Linked DNA regions of Mus musculus: region 2 is linked to region 1. A link is a contact called in public HiChIP or PLAC-seq data. All regions are on one chromosome and are shown on one strand. Each heading gives the region's core, a stretch centred on a gene start, on an enhancer-like site or on the middle of the called end of the contact. The rest is flanking DNA. Distances are from core to core; before and after follow the strand shown.

Region 1 (3,318 bases), core at 612-3,111:
ATCCTTGTTGACTGTGCAAGCTTCCATACTAAACCTAGACTCTCCATTCAGTGCACCCATGTCAGTAAACTCAGCCTAATCCAGTTTTATGTTCTTTCTACCATTGTCTCACCCCCTTAAAGTCCATTCCCAGGCTTCTGCTTGACTGAATTAGCCAACGCTTTAAGCTCTTTAGCAGGGTAGCGCACCTCTGCTTGGACTCTACTCTTTTCCCTCCCCCGTAGGAGCCTGTAGCCTTAAGTCTGGTTATTCTTCTGTCCCAGTTATTGTTCTGTTACTATGAATAGACACCACGGCAAAGGCAGCTCTTACAAAATAGGGCATTTAATTGGAGACTTGCCTACCGTTTTCAGTCCATAATTATCATGCAGGGAGCATGCAGACAGGCAATGATGCAGGTATGAGGCAGATGAAGCTGAGAGCCTCATCTTGATCGGAAAGGAGAGGAGGTGGGAAGAGGCAAGAGAGAGCCAGGATCTTATGGGTGTTTTGAAACCTCTAAGCCTGCCCCCAGGGATTCACCTCCTCCAACAAGGCCACACCTACTCCAAAAGGCTGCAGTACCCAATCCTTCTAATCCTTCCAAATAGTGATTAAGCATTTAAATATATGAGCCTGTGGGGACATCCCTATCACCCCCTACACCTGCCTTCTCTCTTTTCTCTGGTTCAACAAGCAACAAGGCATTCCCAATATTCCTTTATTAGTCCCTACTTGCTGAGCACTATGTGCTCTGTGGGGGGGGGGGCAAGCATTTTTTAAAAAAGATTTATTTATTTTTATATATTTGAATACACTGTCGCTGTCTTCAGATATACCAGAAGAGGGTACTTGATCCCATTACAGATGGTTGTGAGCCAGCCACTATGTGGTTGCTGGGAGTTGAACTCGGGACCTGTGGATGAGCAGCCATTGCTCTTAACTGTTGAGCCATCTCTGGACCTACCAAGCATTTTTTTTTTTAATGCACGATTTCACTTTCACTTCTAAATAACTTGCCCACCAAGACCCCTAACTCTTGGCCATTACGCTGGTTTCTTCTGTTTTCTACCTCCTAATATGGGGCTCTTGTGAATTTCAACATTTCTAACAGTTAAAAAAAAAATCTGGGAAGAGCAACCAAGAATAGTTAGCAAAGGCAAGTCTGAGGATAACAGCTTGGGAGAGCTGCAGGGCGGGATTGCACTGGCTTTTCAAATTCCTAATTTCCAAGAGCCACTCCCGTTCACTTAGCCATCCCCAACCGGTCCCACTTTTAAAGTTCTTTTGTCCCTGTGGGCTAACTTCAGGGCTGGAACGACTCATAATCGCAAGGAGGAGAAAAGCCCCAAGTATTTGTTAAACCTGCCGCCTCAATTTATAGGTCTAGTGTATACAGGGGCGGAAGAAAAGCCTCTCCTGAGCCTTCAATAGGAACCTAGCCATTCAAAAAGAAGGCAAGATATTGGCGGGGCTCTCTGATCGCCCTTGGAAACACGGGTGCCAGGAGGTCCCCACCCCTGACCACAGGATGCGGTGACTGCTGGCTAGTGGTGTGTCGAAAGAAACCTAGCTCAAGGTTTAGGGAGAGGGAGCAATTCCGGCCTGGAGCTGGGCTCTGGGGAGGAGGGCGTGACTGTTTCAGCAGTGAGACTGGCTCGCTGCTTCCCAGCTCACAAAGCGATTTAACCAGGAGTCGGGAGAGCTGGAGGTGGCTGCTAGCGCAAGCAGGTGTACAGCGCGCAAGACCGCTGGGACTGGAAGGTTCCTTAGAGGGGAGTGGGGGTGGGGAGGGGGGGTGGGACGCGGGCTGATCCCAGTTTCCATGGCAACCCCAGGGCGCCAACACTGTGGGCTCTTGCTTAGGGGCTCCCGGGTGCTGCCGGAAGTGACGCGTTCACCTGCCGAGCTGGGGCGGGGCGCAGAGGTGCCTTCGCTGCTGCCACCGCCGGGAGCCAGTCGGGAGTGTACCAGGCTCTGGGAAAACCAGGGCTCCCAGCCGAGATCGTTTACCTGCAAGCCACGACCCGGCCGGCAGCTACCATGGCGCGCCTACTGTGCTTCGTGCTCTTGTGCGGGATCGCGGGTGAGTTGCGGCACCTCTCCGTCCCAGTCGCTTGCGCTCCCAGCTCGCGGCCTCCCGGGAACAATGGGGCGTGGGGGGAGGGGGCGGCTCAATTTGGGGGGCGCTGCCGTGGTAGTGGCGGATGGGCACCCATGCACAGGGTGATCTGCCCCGGACCACGCGCGCCAGCCCGGAGAATGCATCGGTCCCCGGGAGCGGCGCAGGGGGCGTGAGGCGTCTGGGAGGCAGCGGAGCGGGGACCCGATCGTCCGGTGGCGGTGGCGGAGGCTCGCCCAGGGGCGTGTGGGGCGCGCCTCCAGGGCAGCTTACCCTGGGGACCATTTGGCTTTATCTGCCCTTGTCTGTTTCCCGCGTCTGCCTGGGTGTTGTGTGCCGCCAGCCTTCCCCGATTTCCAAGCTCCGGGCTGCGAGTTTTTAGGTATCGGGTAGTCCAAGCCGGGGAGGCTGAATTACCAACGCCATTATTTGAGAGAAGACTGAGCCGTTCGGTGTCAGTCGCCCTGGCTACCTTTAGGAAAGAAGCACCGAAGCTGCTGGTTTTTAGTCTCAAAGAACAGGCTAGCTCGACCCAGCAGCTCCGAGACGAGGTATTAGGAGCCGAAGGTCTGAAATCGCTGTTGGGGAGGAGTTAGCCCGGGTTTGTAATAAGTTGATTTTTTTTTTTTTTTTTTGTATGATGATTGACGTTCAGGTGGTGAGGCGTGTGGTGGTAGAAATCGCCCAGTACATCTTTCAGCTGCAGAGCGTCTCTTTCAGGAAATAAGGCATTAAAAAAAAAATGCCTGGACCCCAGGACGCATACGCATTCTAGCACTTAGAAATTAATCTTTTTCTAAGTGTGTTTTTAACAAGTCGGTCTCATTTCCTAATACTAAGCAATTGGAGGAATTTTCGAGCCAAGTGAGTCATGTAAAAGATTTACACGTTCAACTCTGGGAAGCACGCACGCGCACACACACCGTAGCCTCCGAAGAGGATTGCTTAGGATTGCGGGAGTTGGGAAGGTTGTTGGATCTGCCTCAGCTCTACTGGGATGGCTCTCTCTGCTTCCTGCTGAAATGTTAATTCCATTGTTGGATGCCACAGCTGTGGACATTACTCATGGGATCAACATTCTATTAACAAGTCTAATCTGTGGAGCTGAGGCTACCACACCGCCTCCACCTCCACCTTTTTTTTTGGATACAGATCTTTTAGGCTTGGCTGAAATTTCGAAATTAAATCTTGTGAAAAACAGGAAGGGTCGTTGAACC
Region 2 (3,318 bases), core at 320-2,819, 46 kb after region 1:
GGGTAGATCCTCCTGCCTCAGGGTCTTGAGTTGGGATGACAAGTATAAGCTACCATACCAGTTTAAACACATTAAAGACTGCTCCCAGGCTGGAGCTCTAGGGCAAAGGCTGATGGTCCCCAGCCTCCTTCAGCCCCATCACCTTACTTTCACTGCCGTGGAGACGAGTCTGGTTATTGCTCTATACCACATACACGCAATGTTTCCAGTTTCATGAATGACCACGTTTGCCTGTGTTGTATACTTACAAGTTCGCAGTCAGGGGATTATTTTGTACATTTCAGGCCCCTGGAGTGATTACTCCCCGTCACCATCAGCACTATAAATTATATAGTGACATACTTGACGGGACATTTAAGAGATCTGCAGCCTACTGTCAAATGACAAAGACTCATTAACCCAATAAGGAACATACATATTAACTGTGAGACTGAAAACACCTTTTCCATATGCTAATCTAAGAGCGGTGCCGAGAAGGAAACGTGGCGTCCTCCCTCCTCTAACATTTCAGCAGAGGCTGTATCTGCCACAGGGGTGAAGTACTTACCACTTCTATGACATAAAAACATAGTAATAAAGAAATGTTAATTGTATACAACTATGAACACTTAACAATTTCTACCACTATAGCTATACCTCTTAACATTTCACATCAAGGGGTCAGTACTTGGAATCCAACCTTTAGCTCTGACAATAAAAAGATTATGATGCCCTCTTGTGGACAATGACTTTTAGAGGGGTTTTATTTTTCATTAAAATTTAACTTATATTTCATTAAAATCTAGCCTAACAGATCTACTAGAAACAACACCTCATTGTTTCCTTTAAAAAGTAAATAAGTAAAAAATATCACATAGTATTATTAACAGTGCAAGACAATGTGTAAACTTTTGTTCCTCAGCTCTTAAAAGCTTGCATTCTAGAGTTACAGTGCCCGAGTTCAAAGTTCTCTAGTTACAGTACCAGGCAGTTTAATACTCAGTATTCTCTCTGTAAGGCACACAGTATCAGGACACACACACACACACACACACACACACACACACACACACACACACACACAGGGTTGTGGTGGAACAGAAAGTACAGTACTTAATTCCCAAGAGGCTAGGTGCAATTCATTATGTGTATACATATACACGAACTACCACTGCATAAGCCTGAAGATTAGGTTTTTTGTTTTGTTTTGTTGTTTTGTGAGATAAAGCCTAGCCATACAGTGTATGCTGGCTGGCCTTGAACTTGTAATCTTCCTGCCTCGGGCACCCAAGTGCTGAGACTTTCATGCGTATGCCACCCTGGGCAGGTACTGAGCAGGTCCTATCATCAGTCCTGACCTCATGGAAAGAAACACACTGAGTGTTAATGCTTGCCCGGTACCACAGCATCTTACAGCTCTCATTTCACAATGAGCAAGGTCTAAGCCAGGCCTGGTGGCTCCTACCCATAATCCCAATCCCTCGGAGGTAGAGACAGGGGAAGGGGGAGTTCAAGGCCCTTCTCAGCTCTATGGCGAGTATGAGGACTGTGTGCCTCACAGACCTTGTGTCAAGAACAAGCAAACGAACCCTCTATGCCACATTCCATTCTCATGACATTCCGCACGTTATCGCAGCCCTGTCACAGACCAGGACGTTCTCTGTAAGGCAGACTCAGGTCACTCTTTTACTGGCTTTATGCTCTTGCACTACACGGGGGCGTTATAATCCTTCACTATTGCAAAGGTTTCGACAAAGCATTTTGTATATCAAGTATGTATTTCTTGTGTATGTCCACAGGCTATTTCTCATCTTGTATTAGCTAAAAATAAACGAATTGACCTTAAAATGCTTTTTTAGATGCTTTTACTCCCCCAGGAAAAAGGTTGTGAAGTCAGGGCTTCCAGTTCAGTGTTCTATGGGATTCCTGAGTGTGTGAGAAAGTGGGTCTCCGATTCTTGTTTTCTCTCTTGGGCTCTTTCTTTCTATTTGTTTATTGTGTTAGTTTTTATCATAGCATATCATAATATCCCTTTAAAATAAATTTTTTTTTAAAAAGCCATTAAAAAAAGGTTATGGAGTATGAACGTTTAGCAGAAAAATCCAAAGAAGCAGAATAGAATTGTCTGTATTTAGCCCCTTTCTCCTTCTTCTGAATATACTGTCAAAATAGTGTTTTACTCATACAACACACAGCATTTTAGATAGGATACTTTCATGTTTCCACCTATAATATTTTGTTATTATTACTTTATCCATTCTTTTTTTCATAGCCACATAGCATTTTTCATACTACCTTGTATAGATGGTTTAAATTTTATTTAGTTGCTCATTTGTTATGGCTATTTTTTTTTGTCACCCAAAAATATACTAAACACTTTTACATAGATGATAGCCCCATCCAAGTACTTCTGTAGATAAATTTCTTGAAGTAGTTGCTAGGTGAAAACATACACACCTTAAAAGTCTAACTGCCTTTCAAAAGGCTGTATTCCTTTAAACCTCTATTTCGACATGTTCTAAACAAGGGACATTACCATTAAATGATAGGTTTTCTAACTGATACATCTCAAAGGTTGGGATATGCCAATACACAATAATGGGGATTATCACTCCTGCCTCGTGGGTTAAGCAAATAATCTTGCCCAGCATCTGCAGTCTTTCAACCATTACTAGTGAAGCTGATAAATGTTTGTACTGGCCTCAGCACTATAAAGGCGACCGACACACCAGACAGCTAATGCAGCAGAGATGCTGTCCCCACATCTCACTGATGTATGCTGTCAGCCCTGCTGATGTGTGTAGATCATAACGGTGTTTTCAAGCCCTATGAAATTCCTAAGTTCCTATGACTATTTCTAACCTTTATGAACGTTCTTTCTGTAGCTACTCCATTTTGAGGGTAGAAACAATGCAATAAACATCAAGCCAGAGCAGTAAGAGTGGCAATACCCTTACAAGTCCACATGCTTTTGATAACTATTAAATAATTGTTTTAGTCCTTACGTTAAAGGTGGGTGGCCTTCTGCTATAGACTTGGAAGCAGGTGACCATTTCTGCAATGTTTAGAGTGTACACATTTTACATAGGAATTGCAGCTTTCCCTCATTTGCCTTGGATAACAGACGTCCAGTGAATGCCCCAGGCGGCATGTATAATACAGGGGCAATACTGTGTTTCCCAGGGAGCGTCCTAGGTACTGCCTCACTAACCAGAATCTAATGCCAGAGAAAATGTGGGGAAACTTGGCCAAAGTAATTGGTAACATTGTGTCCTAGGTTAAATAACCAAAAAAAAAAATGATAATAAAAAAACAGCAGAATGCCCGACTTGGGCATTG

What was found. HiChIP or PLAC-seq counts read pairs in DNA pulled down with a chosen protein or histone mark.
Region 2: a contact with region 1 is called in an H3K27ac HiChIP or PLAC-seq map of extraembryonic endoderm stem cells. The contact joins the enhancer-like site here to the promoter of Cxadr in region 1. A contact is called at or near these places in 1 of 39 promoter capture datasets (hippocampal neurons), 1 of 15 datasets of contacts at CTCF or cohesin (CD8 T cells), 10 of 484 Hi-C or Micro-C datasets (the HL-1 cell line, Sertoli cells, myocytes and 6 more) and 4 of 115 datasets of contacts at active chromatin or transcription factors (embryonic stem cells, extraembryonic endoderm stem cells and forebrain).

What each region holds. Positions count from the first base shown.
Region 1 is chr16:78,299,810-78,303,127 of GRCm38.p6, forward strand. Cxadr (coxsackie virus and adenovirus receptor) reads left to right here and starts at 1,862. Exons shown (of 7, transcript NM_001025192.3): 1 at 1,862-2,065. The coding sequence starts at 2,023.
Region 2 is chr16:78,346,167-78,349,484 of GRCm38.p6, forward strand. It overlaps a transcript of Cxadr not described here. Among named protein-coding and RNA genes, the nearest start is that of Btg3, 29 kb to the right of the region's middle. Within about 2 kb of position 1,570, at least 32 of the 459 cell types and tissues checked have an H3K27ac peak or open chromatin away from gene starts, as enhancers often do. A contact at or near this core is called in Sertoli cells, extraembryonic endoderm stem cells and pancreatic cancer cells, where this site is marked.